Regions from separate parts of the Rattus norvegicus genome. Here all the other regions are linked to region 3. Evidence: chromatin contacts called from public Hi-C data. All regions are on one chromosome and are shown on one strand. The core of a region is the stretch at or near the end of the contact, and the rest is flanking DNA. Distances in the headings are between cores, read along the strand shown. Region 1 overlaps Pkd1l1 (polycystin 1 like 1, transient receptor potential channel interacting). Region 2 has its middle 130 kb from the start of Pkd1l1. Region 3 holds the start of Tns3 (tensin 3).

Evidence for each region. A called contact is a pair of places that touch in the nucleus more often than the background predicts.
Region 1: a Hi-C map of liver shows a contact between it and region 3, with 3 times the contacts expected there. The contact joins the enhancer-like site here to the promoter of Tns3 in region 3. A contact is called at or near these places in 7 of 12 Hi-C or Micro-C datasets (the A7r5 cell line, the Rat2 cell line, Schwann cells and 4 more) and 1 of 1 datasets of contacts at active chromatin or transcription factors (oligodendrocytes).
Region 2: a Hi-C map of the A7r5 cell line shows a contact between it and region 3, with 3 times the contacts expected there. The contact joins the enhancer-like site here to the promoter of Tns3 in region 3. A contact is called at or near these places in 3 of 12 Hi-C or Micro-C datasets (the A7r5 cell line, liver and mammary epithelial cells).

Annotation. Positions count from the first base shown.
Region 1 is chr14:87,789,214-87,793,055 of GRCr8, forward strand. Pkd1l1 (polycystin 1 like 1, transient receptor potential channel interacting) reads right to left here. Exons shown (of 51, transcript XM_063273721.1): 39 at 3,275-3,451; 40 at 1,550-1,668. Among named protein-coding and RNA genes, the nearest start is that of Pkd1l1, 98 kb to the right of the region's middle. Within about 2 kb of position 1,373, at least 16 of the 93 cell types and tissues checked have an H3K27ac peak or open chromatin away from gene starts, as enhancers often do. A contact at or near this core is called in liver, where this site is marked.
Region 2 is chr14:87,759,613-87,763,792 of GRCr8, forward strand. No RefSeq gene overlaps it. Among named protein-coding and RNA genes, the nearest start is that of Pkd1l1, 130 kb to the right of the region's middle. Within about 2 kb of position 2,604, at least 7 of the 93 cell types and tissues checked have an H3K27ac peak or open chromatin away from gene starts, as enhancers often do. A contact at or near this core is called in the A7r5 cell line, where this site is marked.
Region 3 is chr14:87,617,458-87,621,632 of GRCr8, forward strand. Tns3 (tensin 3) reads right to left here and starts at 1,929. Exons shown (of 31, transcript NM_001170459.2): 1 at 1,868-1,929.

The sequences.
Region 1 (3,842 bases), core at 123-2,622, 170 kb after region 3:
ACAAAGGATAATGGCTCTTGGTGTCTACTAAATTCTCTTACTGCCTATTTATTTGTTTTTATTTTATTTTTGGGCTATTTTTCCAGACTTTTACTAATGACATCTACAAAAAGAGTTAGCTTTGTCCCCTTCTGAACCTGCTGTCTCTAGCTGTGTTCTCAGGTGTCCACCTTGACGGGGACCCTGCCTGTGGCTCCCTCAGCATGAGCCTGGAGAGCTGGATTTCTCAGCTTTGCTCAGCTCAGCTCAGTAACCTCTGTGGACATCTGCTACCCAGTGTTGCAGACATTACAGGCACCTGTGAACTGGGGTTGTGTGGCAGCACGGTCCCTGGGGTGACCCCTCAGGAGCCCCTGATCCCTCTGCTCTCAGATGCCCAGACACCTACAGTTCCCTACACGTCCTGGTCTTGCAAAGTGCAGTGGGTACTGCAGTGTACTGGCTACGTAGCACTTAGCATACCCATGTGACTTCAAGAGGGGTGTGTGTGTGTGTGTGTGTGTGTGTGTGTGTGTGTGTGAGAGAGAGAGAGAGAGAGAGAGAGAGAGAGAGAGAGAGAGAGAGAGAGAGAGATTTAGGTCTGCTGTTCGTATTTTTGGTGGGTTTGGTTCAGGGTACCACCCCTGTTTTTATGGGAAGATTGAACAAATTTAAAAGTCTTTGACAGTGCCATATCTTTTCAGAATTTCTTTTCACTCACTTTAAATTTGACATCCTAATAATGCCATGATAATTTTCTTCAGAAAAGAACCCATCTCGGGACCTGTTCTTTACTTAGGGAGCTGAGTGAGTGTGAATGATGAGGAAGGATTTATAAGAGAGACAATAGACAAGGTGACATTGTATACTTTAGCAACATCATTGCTGGAAAAACATCTGGAATTTCTAGATAGAGTCCTGATAGATTCAAGAGTTTGGAATCTAGAATTCAGAACTGGGGGAAATTATCTGGAGCTTCTAGATAGAGTCTTGATAGATTCAAGAGTTTGGAATCTAGAATTCAGATCTGGGAGACATGCATTGAAAGGCTCCTCGAGGAACAGCTATTAGTATCTACCATGGATGGGCAGGGGAATGAGTACTGCTGACAGAAAGAAGCATGACTGATGTCAAATTTGGAGAGGTTTGTCTCAGTATCATAGTTACTAAGTTTGATGCTTTATCTAAAAGTTTGAACTGGACTTTGTGTTGATCTCCAGAACATGTCTGTGTAAATGGTACTGTTGACTTATTTCTAAATACTGGTCCCTGGGCTCAGTCAGTGAAGAAGTACAACAATTGCTCCTGGATTTTCATAGCCTTGTGTATCCAGCTGGAGGGCACATTTTGATACACACGAGTCTGCATGGCTGAGGGAGCTGAGGTCAGAGCTCTGGGTCATGGATTACAGCCCCATGACAGAACAGTTTCCTTCCTCCAGTGCAGTGTCTCTGTCCCTTGCCCTCTGGCACTGAGGAGACATGGGAAAGGATTTTCCCAAGTGTAGGATCTCCTATCTTTCCCTATTAAAAGAAGGCAGGGCCAGAGAAAGCCCAATGTCTATACCTACCTCAGGGCTGCCTGCATGAGGCGCTCTCTCCTTAGTCTTTCCCTCATCACTCTGAACTTTGGCCCGGATGGTGTCTGAGCCCAGCGCAGGTGGCGTTCTCGTTGTCGGGCAGCCAAGACCTGTGGCGGAAGGGGAGCACCATGATACTGGGGTCAGCATTGGAGAAAGAGAGGCTTTTAGAGTCCCTGCCAACCCAAGAGCTGTCATCATTGCTCTCTGCAATGCATTCAGGGGACAAAGAGGGACTTTGTGTAGTTAACACGCACTGTGTTGTTGGGGAGGCAACGTGAGATGAAGTAGACCCATTTGAAAACCTTGCTCGTGTCCCAGGCCAGCTCTTTTGGCAAGCATTACATCTGAGCCTTTAGAAAGCATGGCTTCCCAGGAGAGGCATGCTCACTGCTGCCCAGTCACAGGGGCAATGCCTTTGGTGTCTGCATTGTAGTTCCCGTTAGAGGCCTTCAAAGACTGGAAAGCTGATTTTTAAAGCCGTCTGTTTTAGCATGAACGATCTTTGTTTTGTTTGCCTTGTGTAATAAAAGCACTATTGCTTCCATATTGTAACTATGCGTGCTCATGGGCAGGACTAACGGTAGCTAAGAGGCAAACTCATGGGAAATAGTCATCCATTCATTTCTCACTCAACTGCTTAGCCATTCTAGGCACACTCAGGGAGCAGCCCTGGGCCCCTCAGTCCTTCCTCCCAGAGCTGCTGGGCCTCTAAGAAGTATAGAGCAAAGGCTGTAAAGTGAGCCTTGGGGGCTGGGCCTGTGGTTCAGATATGCCTTATGTGCTGAGGACTGTGCCCTGTGGTGGCACGGGAGATTCAGCAGGTAGAGCATCGGGACTTAAATGTGATGGCAGAAACAGTGTTGGGGAATCAAGCCTGAAGAGGACTGAGTTCCTCAGAGGCTTCTCAGTTCTGAGATTTGGACCACATTGATGGCCACAGGGTTAGACCCAGTTGCTCACGCTGGCAGAGGGAGAGAGCCTTGGAAGAAGGAAGCCTGCAGGTATGTAGAGAATTGGGGTGGGAGGATGGAGTCAAGAAGGCAGGAAACATTGGGCCTACAGTTGGGATGTGGAGACTGCTAATGTCTGTGTGGAAGTGAGGGAGTGGGTGAGGCTGTACGTTTCCTTTGACTGCCCTGAAAAGCAAATGGTTTAGAAGTTCGGAAACTGTGGCCAGAAATTATATTTTCATTAGTCTTTAAAGTTTCTTTTTCTTTTCACAATTTTAAGAAGTTTAATGCCTCCTATTTATTTATGTGTTTATTTAATGTGTATGCCTATGTGTGTATCTGTGTGAGGGTGTCAGATTCTCCTGGGACTGAAGTTACAGATGGTTGTGAGCTGCCATGTGGGTGTTGGGAATTAAACTAAGGTCCCCTGGAAGAGCAGCCAGTTCTCTTAACTACTGAGTCACCTTTCCAGGCACTAGGGTCTGCATTCTCCAGTGTACTCATTTTTTTGTGGTTCTCATTTCGCTGGAATTGGGGTAAATTATAAGGGAAAAAAAGCATAAGAAATCTACTTTCTCTCTCTCTCTCTCTCTCTCTCTCTCTCTCACTCACACACACACACACACACACACACACACACACACACACACACACACACACACACACACACAGAGTAGGGCTCCAAAAGCGCAGCCAAATTTGAACTAAGGTCTGAGTTCCCATCTTTATGGGAGCAGTTCTGAATGCTTCTCCTTCTGCTCACCCTTTCAGCCTCCTCAGCACTGTCAGGACTATAGGAGACAGGAGAAAGAGGAATGTGGGTTCTGGAACGTTCTTCCAATTCCAAATCCAGACCCTTGGTTGCATCTTGTAATGACTCAGTAAAAAACTCACTGTCATGTTTCCGTTTCCAAGCAAAGGCCGATGCTGCCAAACAGATCTGGAAGAGAGGTGCCCAGCATCAGTGTCTGTTTGGGCCCCTCCCACAGGGTCATCTTCCTGGTCTTGCACTGCCAGCTGACTTTATCTCACTTCAGAACAGATACCAGGAGCTACTACCCTGAAGTCCCCAGTCCCTAGTCACCAGGTGTGGCCTTCACCAAGAGAACTTACTCGGGACCTCTGGGGAAGAGTCATAAACTGAAAATAGAAGCAAAGTGGTTCCTCTCTTATGGGATTTTTAAAAATAAGGATTCTGAATACCAGGTTGAGGCAGAGCCCCATCTAAATCAAACTCTAAAGAGAAGACTCAAACCACCAAAAATGAAGCCCCGTGACCCCTCTCCTCCCTGGTCCCATGTTGACGAAGGCACCTCCACCACAGTGGGGTT
Region 2 (4,180 bases), core at 1,354-3,853, 140 kb after region 3:
AGGTCACTCCTGCTTATAGGACCTGCAAGAGCAAAGCTTTGCCTCCCCTCCTCTGCTTAAGAGGTCGGTAGTGTGGAAAGTGGAAACACATGTTTCGGGGCCATGAGAATGGCTGGAATCTCGTGAGGTGGAAACAAGAGCAGTTCAGGATGGCCAGTGGCTGCAGGGGCTCAACAGGCTTCCTGTGTGGAGAGGTCTCCTTGCAAACACAGCTGCAGAGAGGAGGGCTGGCAGCTGGAGGCAGGATCTGGTGGGTAGAACAGTCTTGTTTTTATTATCATTCTCTTGTCTGCTGAGAAGATCATGAATATTTTAAACCAATTTCCCATTTAATATAACCCATCCCTACTAATACTTCTTCCCGGTTCCAGGCTGGGATGATTCTTCCCAGCACCCACATGGCGGCTCAGAACTCCTGTAACTCCAGTTCCTGGGGATCTGATGATGTCTTCTAACCTCTAAGGGGACTGCACACATGTGGTGCACATGCACACACACACACACACACACACACACACACACACACGCCCCTAGACCTGTCCCTCTGCCGATGTCACACAGTCTTTATTACTGTAATTAGATGTAATGTACAGACCCTTCCTGTGCCAGGCATCCGGTTTCCTCCCTCTTCACTCTGACTCAGCATCCAAGGAACCAGATACCTGTAAGAGTCATGAATTGTGTCACCCAGAGGTTTTGCAACAAGAGAATCTGGGCCTTGCGGGGCAAAGGGTGCTGTGTATTTCAAAGCTCAGCAAACGTTACTAACTTTCTAACCTGGTTTTTATGCTCTAGTCAGGCAGCAGCACCTGAAGGATGGGGAAAGTATCCATTAATCTGTGCAAGCATGCAAGACCAAAGGGAATCTCCTCAACTCACGCCTAGGACTTCCCCAGGTCACTAACTGGTCAAGGCCAAGGACTAGTGTATTGATAACTTTAACTAGTTCTACTAAAAGCAAAACCCTGAGTAATGAGAGGAGCCAAGGAGATTGTTGACTGGGATAGGTTTCCTTCCTAGAGTCCAGACAGAGGTTTGCACAACTTCAATTCTACACTTTCCCAAATTCTGGAAAGTAGTTAAAATAACCACCACATTGGCACAGCGACTGGCGCTGGCTGTGGCTGTGGCATCTCTATGTATGATGTCTGTAACCTGGAGTCTCTCTGTCTTTCTCTCTCTTTTTTTTTTTAAAGATTTATTTATTTATTATATATAAGTACACTGTCACTGTCTTCAGACACACCAGAAGAGGGCATCGGATCTCATTACAGATGGTTGTGAGCCACCATGTGGTTGCTGGGAATTGAACTCAGGACCTCTGGAAGAGCAGTCAGTGCTCTTAACCTCTGAGCCATCTCTCCAGCCCCCTCTGTCTTTCTCTTAACCCAGTGGAGGGCTGGCTGAGTGTGCCCAGCCCTGGGACTAGGGAAGTCTTTGAATCTGCTCGGATTTCCCCTTTTGTTGGTCCTACTTAAAATTAAATAATCACCAGCTTTCCACTGTATAGCAAATCCTTCTGGGCACGCCTGTTAGCATTGACATCAGCGCAGAAACTCCTGGGGCTCTATTTATCACTATGGACGCTGGCTGCCAAACTGCTAGTGAAATAGAGTTAATATTTTCCCAACTGTGTTGTAGGGGACATGGCTGAGGTATGTCTTGGGGATCTCATGGGATTTAAGTATCCTGACCTCACAGGACACCACATACACTCCTGTGTTCTCTTACCTTTGAGGCACTATGAATACTCTTTGGCAACCATGTAGTGCTTAGAGTAAAGTATGTGTGTATGTGTTTTAGTGAACGTGTGTGTGTGTGTGTGTGTGTGTGTGTGTGTGTGTGTATGTAGACGGTAAAACTTTACCCACTGAGATACCTTGCTGGTACCAAGTATCACTTTTATATAAGGTTGACAGACTAAAAAAAGAAAGTGAGAAACATGTTAAGTATTTTGTTTTGCTTTTGTCGAATTGTTGGAATTCCAAGGAAAACTGGAATTAATGTGAAACTGTGTGACCCTGGTCTTTAGAGAGCTACAGTTGCACAAATGTTTGTGGTGGGTTATTATTTTTCCCCCAAAGGAAAAACATTGACATGCTAATCTTCAGTGCCTGGGAATTAAGGCTTTGTGGGAACTGAGATGTGGTCATCACAGTGTGCTCTAATCCAGCACAACCACGTTTTTCTAGAAAGAGAAAACCGGGCCATGGAGAAACACAGATGGGGAGCATGCCAATTAGAAATTAGGCTGCCCCAAGCCCGGGAGTGCCGAGAAGCTGGGAAAAAGGCCAGGCCAGCTCTTTCCCCCTAGAGCCATGGACCCCAGGTCTCCAGACTGCAAGACATCATATTTCTGATTCTGATATTTGTTACTGTACTCCAGTGAACAAATGCAGCCCTTTTATCTTGCATTTAAGGGCAATCATTGTTGAAGTTCGCTTGAAGCTGATGAAACAGAAACTTCTTCAAAAAGCAATTGGCTCTTAGCACATTCTAATCCTGGAGAACTCAAAGATTCCAGTCCCGTGATGACCCCCCCCCCCCAACTAGAGGGAATGCAGCTTTGTAAATAGATCCCATGCTCACGGTGACACAGAGGCCCTGGTTTATATCCAGTGTCACGAATGCTAGGCTTGCATACATCCAAAGGAAGGGTGTGTGTACCACTGTTTCAACGTTGCTGGTTCTTGTGTGCCAGAAGAGGATAAATCAGGAGCCAGAGGACATTTCTCCCTGTTAAGCTGTCTCGGCAGACGCAGTGTGGAAGCCGAGAATGCTTATCTCTGAAGTCTCCCTAACTCTGCATCCACGGCCGGGGGGGTCCGTTTCTGGCACTCCTGATCCACCCAATAGTTGTAAATCACATCTAAGCAGTTCTATTAAGTTTAACGAGCTTTTCTTGTGATGTCCTTCCAAGAAAAGAAAAAAAAAAAACCACCAAGATATACTTTAAAATATAGAGAAGCTTAAGGGGGAAAAAAAAGCTTCTTAGGACTATTAAAACTATTGTTCGCTGTGGTGGCCCCGTCTTTGTGAAGTTTCTGGGCTTGTGCAACACAAGAGACTTTCGAAAAGCTTTTCAGTGGGAAACTGTTTCAAAACTTAACAAAAAATAAATAAATAAATGCTGTAAGAACAACTTCAAAATTCTCACAAATCCTGCCCTCAAAGTTGCCCGTCAGCCGTTTTCCCGGTTTGGTTTAGTTTTGGGACCTTGCATTTACTGGCTGTGTGCTCCGCAGAAGCCCAGTAGAGAGTACACGGGTTGGGATGTGACTTCTGTCAGCCAGGGCAGAGCCAGGATAGGAATCCAGGTGGGAAGATCATTTTTACGCAGATCCAGGAACACAGTGGCCCCTGGTTCTTGAGAACGGCGGAACACAATCTTCCCGGAGGCCTCTCGGTCTCATTCCTCAAAACGCGCTATCAGCCCCGTCCTGCCTCATGGGAAATGCACAGCCTACCCAGGTCTCAATGAGCCCAAAAGGTGCCCAGATTTTTGCTCATCCTCCGGACATTCTTATTTCCTGGGATTGGGAAGATTCCATCTTCCTGGTGGACACACTTCACTTTCAGGGTTTCAGTGTTGCTCACTATCTCCCACTTAGTCCCCAGAGTGGCAGCAGCCACAGGAATGAACCTTGACACCCAATGTTAGTAGTCTAGATTAAACCCATACACAGAAAAAAGATGTCCGCGTTAGCCCTGTTTGCTGTGCCCAGCTGTCCTGTGGAAAGTGACACGGTGCGCTCACTGTCTCAGGGTAGGACACAGGGCACAAGGCTGCACTGTGCACCCAATGTCTGTACTCTGTAGTTACCAATGAATCGCCATCAACAGTGGGACCCTAAGACTTCTGTGCCTACGTCAGAAGGAGCAAGGCCATTCAGGGCCCTCGGTTTTCCTCATGTGAAGGCTGGACTGGATTTACTCGAACCACAGACTGCGTCACCCTCCTGGATTCCATCTCCGTGTGTTAAGTTACTTCGCACCCACCGGTCAGAAAACCCTGCACGGTGGAAGGGTAACGTTATGGAAGCCAGTGATCTTCACAAAGTCTCCGTGCAGAGGCTCACTGTCTGTCCTGTGGAAAGCCACGTGTTCGAAATCATCCCCAGGGTACCTCACAAACTGGCAGAGTTAAGGGAGAAGCAGCTGCAAGAAATGGACAGTGGCT
Region 3 (4,175 bases), core at 679-3,178:
GCTAGTCGGTTTGCATTTCGGAGTATGGCGTTCCCTGAAGCAACTACTTGTTCTGTCTTTTTAGTGGTTATGGTTTGCATAGCATCTGCTGCTGCCACCGGGGATAGCTTTAGCGGCCTCCGTGAGGAGCTAGCCCCAGCGGAAGAACTGCTGCTGTCTGGACAAGCATTCAGAACGACTTGACAGGGGAGCCGGAGCAGCCAGTCTGCAGGAGCCCAGCCATAGAACTCAGGCGTTGTGTCCCAGAATCCCGGCTACTCCACCACATTTCTCTGCCCATATGCAAAATGGGCATGATGATCCCACTTCCCTCCCCCTTCCAAGAGTCATCTAAGTGAGATGAAATGAACAACAGGCAAAGAGTTTAGTACACTCAGCCAGAGGTCCTTACTGCCCTCTGTCACTATGGGGGGGGTCACCATGACTTTGTCTGAGGTCTGGCTTCTTGCCAATTGCCCCCCAGTTAGCTTCCCAGGACACAGCAAACGCACCCCCTTGTCTGCAGCCCCCCACCCCCCCACACACACACAGTCAGACACTCTCTAACACACTCCCAGTCCTGGCCTAGCCTACTCCCTCTTCCAGCTGCGGCCATCCCAGCCCCCTTCCTGGCCCTCAGCACAGAAAAGCCTTTCTTAATACTTGTTGATTGATTTGCAAATATAACCTCGAAGGCCCCCACAGAGGGAAGCAACAAAATCACAAGGACACTCAAATCCTTTTAACAGGCAAAGAACTAAAAGCACTTTTAATTAGTATTCATATGAACAGACCAAAGCCTCAAGGAAATACATCAATATGTCAAAAGGGTTAGCTCTGATGGGGTATACATTATTAATATAGTAACTCCTGTATTCCTGACTTGGGGTGTCTCTTTGAAGCTCTATACAGTGGGACAGAAGACACAACTCAAAAACCGAGCCTGGGGCATTCCAATCAGTTGTGGTCACTCTAAATAGTGAGGTCCGCTGGCCCCACGACCTGGAGGGGAACTTTCTGTGTTCAGTCACGCTACAGAGTTCGGATCACCTACTGGCACCGGCCAGAATGTCAGTTGGGGAAGGAAGGGGTTTGGGGTCTCTCCCTGTATCATAGATTCTCAAATCAGTCCAAGCAAACGTCCGCAGGGGCAGAACACAGTACTGCACGGAAACCCGGGGGCCCAGGACCCTCCCTCCTACTTGTCAGCTACAGTGCCCGCGTGCCAGGAGGCACGTGCCACAGGTGGCCCCCAGGCCCGCGCCTGCACTCGTACCCCCTCCGAATGATGGGGAAAAGCGCGATGAGACCCCCCCCCCCCCCCGGCACCCAAACAACCGAAAGGAAAGGGAAAGAGGCACACAAGTCACTTGCCTGGAAAAGGCGGGAGTAAAGTCCTGAGAAGTCTCATTGCAGCCCCAAGCGGCTCTCCGTCTCCTCGTCCCTAACAGTCTCAGGGAGCAAAGTCCTCAGGGCCGGGGCGGCGATAGTGCCGCTCCGCCCCCGCCCGCCTAGTAAGGCGCCAGGCGCCAAGACCCGGACCCTGCCGGCCCGCGCCCCAGCGGCGTTCCCTGCCCTGCTCAGCTCCGGCGAGCCGGCTCCTGCCGGCCCGGGGAGCTGGATGAGCCCCAGCTTCCAGATCGCTGCAGACCCCCTGGCTGTCCTCAGTCCTGGGTCCCGAACGCCCTTCCCGGGTGCCCCCTCGCCTTGTCCCCACACCCTCAACTGTCTCTGCGCTCAGATTTGGTGTTTGCTGGTCTGGGTCCCAGCTCCAAGACCCCGAACTCCCAAACTCTGGAACCTGAGCGGGGGCCCCAAAACAAAGAGTGTGGCGGCGCGTGGCCGCTCCTGCCCTGCTGCCCTGCTGCCCTGCTCCCGACCCAGGTACCTGAGCGAACCCGCAGCGCAGTCCGGCGGGACGATGGCCGAAGCGAAGCTGGGCTCCGAGTTGCTCGCGGGCGGGCCCGTCCTCCTGGCTGGCGGCCCGCGCCCGCGGCAGGGCCCCCTCGAGGCGGCTCGGGCAATCGCCACGGACGGCCCGCGCACCGGAGCCCTGCGGGTCACCTGGTCTCAACATCTTAACAATGTCCTGCGCTTCCAGGGGCTGTACCCCAACACCCACCCCTTGGGTTACTGACCCAAAGGATGAGCTCTTAAAATACCCTCCCACTTCGCTGGCCTCCCTAAATACCTCGGGGCCCCAGTATTCTATAGGCTCAACAGTTCCAGGTCTAGCTAGGTAGGTGCACCTGGAGAGGGAGGTTCGAGTCCCATTCCTGCAAAACCAGTTTCATTCAGTGTGTCTAAGTGTTGTGCCTGCCGGGAGGAATAGGTGTATACGTGGTGGTAGGGGCGGGGGGGGGGGGAGGGCGGTATACGTGTATCAAGTAGCAGTCTACAAGACAGCTCAGGATGCTTCAACAGCCCCTGCCAGGTCCGGAATTCACGGGGCAGGAGGAGATGATGGTACTGGGTAGAAGTTCCTTGACTTCTTAAAGTGAACCTGGTGGGAGAGAGCAAGGTTGAGGCAGGTCAGGAATACAGGAGAAAAAGATCTCCTGAACAAGATTTCCTAAGAGATACCCAAGATTCAAATAGCTGGGTCTCTGTCCCCGTTTTTTCATTGTGAACTCCAGGGAAGGGATGGCACGCCATTTTGCCATTGTATCGTCTTTCAAACACTTCTGCAACAAATGAGATGGAATTTCCATCAGTTCCAAGTGGACACCAGCAGCCCTTAATATCTTGATTCTGTTCCGGGAAAATACCCGGGGTAGCTTTGCGTCTTGCAAGAGGGTAAAAATCGCATCTGCCCAGTGCAACAACTGTCTGAGGGTCATACCTGGAGCCAGGTGAGGTCACTGCCTGATGCCAGGTTAGCCAAACCTGTCCTATTCTTGCCCTGGTGTGCCTTCAGGGAGAACCAGGCTTGTCAGGAACGTTGGAGAAGCAGAGCCAGGAAAATTCTATCTGGCAAATCTGTTTTCAGTGCAGCCTTCAGCGACACTGAAACACTGGATCGGATGCCAGGCTACAGCCTGGGCCACACTCCGCTTCCTCTCCACCAGGCAAAGAGGTATGAGACGTTCATGGTTTGGGAAGATTAGACCTATCTCTGGGAAACCGTGACATTGGGAGGAGAAGTTGCCTGAGGTAAAGGCTTCCCGGGCACTGAGCCCCTAGGCCCTAAGGAATGAAACAGGCATTTCCCTGCCCTCTGGGAGTCCATGGGGTCACGGGTGAGGCACAGGATGCTTGCAAATGACCCGTTGGAGGGGGTAGGGAGGAGGTCACAGTCATCCTGCTAGAAATGGGGGGCAAGGCAGGAACTGTTACTTTGAGGAACCCCCCCCCCCAAATCTTAACTTGACAGAAGTAAACGCAGTGATAGGGATCAGCGCACTCTAAGGTAAGGACCCAAGACTATCCAGATTCTGTGCTATTCTCTCAGATTTTTTTTACCAGCTGCCTACTCACTCCAGCCCTCCAGTCACTGGCTGGCCTTGTTTGATCCCAGCTGCCTGGGGGAATGCAGGAATTTCCACCAGGCGTTAAGATCACCCACGGCAAGAGTTAATGCGGAAGAAGTACTTGTTAGCTCAGAATGAGGAAGACACCAGGTAAGGCAGGGGTTCTGCATCTCCTTAGCAGAAGCCTCTGCTAAGATCTCTCTATTCTGTTATCCTTACCCAAACAAAATGATTCCAGACCTCTGTCCCTGCCCCTCACTGCTGGGTAGTTCCAGTGTGGGATGGGTACCCTAACTAGACCCTTGTTTCTAGAACAGTAAACAGCGGGGGGGCGGGGAGGGGATGCTAGTACTGTCTGTCCTTACACTCAGTGCTAGCGTTTAAAAATGAACTGAAAAGAGAAACTGGACCATAGTATCCCTGAGTGTTGCCATGCCAAGCTGTCTGGCTGTTCCCTGGATCCTGCATTTTGTCTACGGGATGAACAAAGAAACCTTTGGATGTATGGCTTGGGCCTGGCTGATACACAGCTCAGCATCACCAGGCCTCCCCACTCCACGTGCCATGGCTCTGAATTTCCAAAACCCTAAAACAAAAACAAGGCATGAGCAATTATTCCAAAAAGAGAAGATCATGTGTGTTTTTTTCCAGGCTTGGCCCTCCAAAAATGTCTCAGAGTTGAAAACCAAAAGTGTCAAACCAATTTAGCTAAAGGAAAGTCTGCCG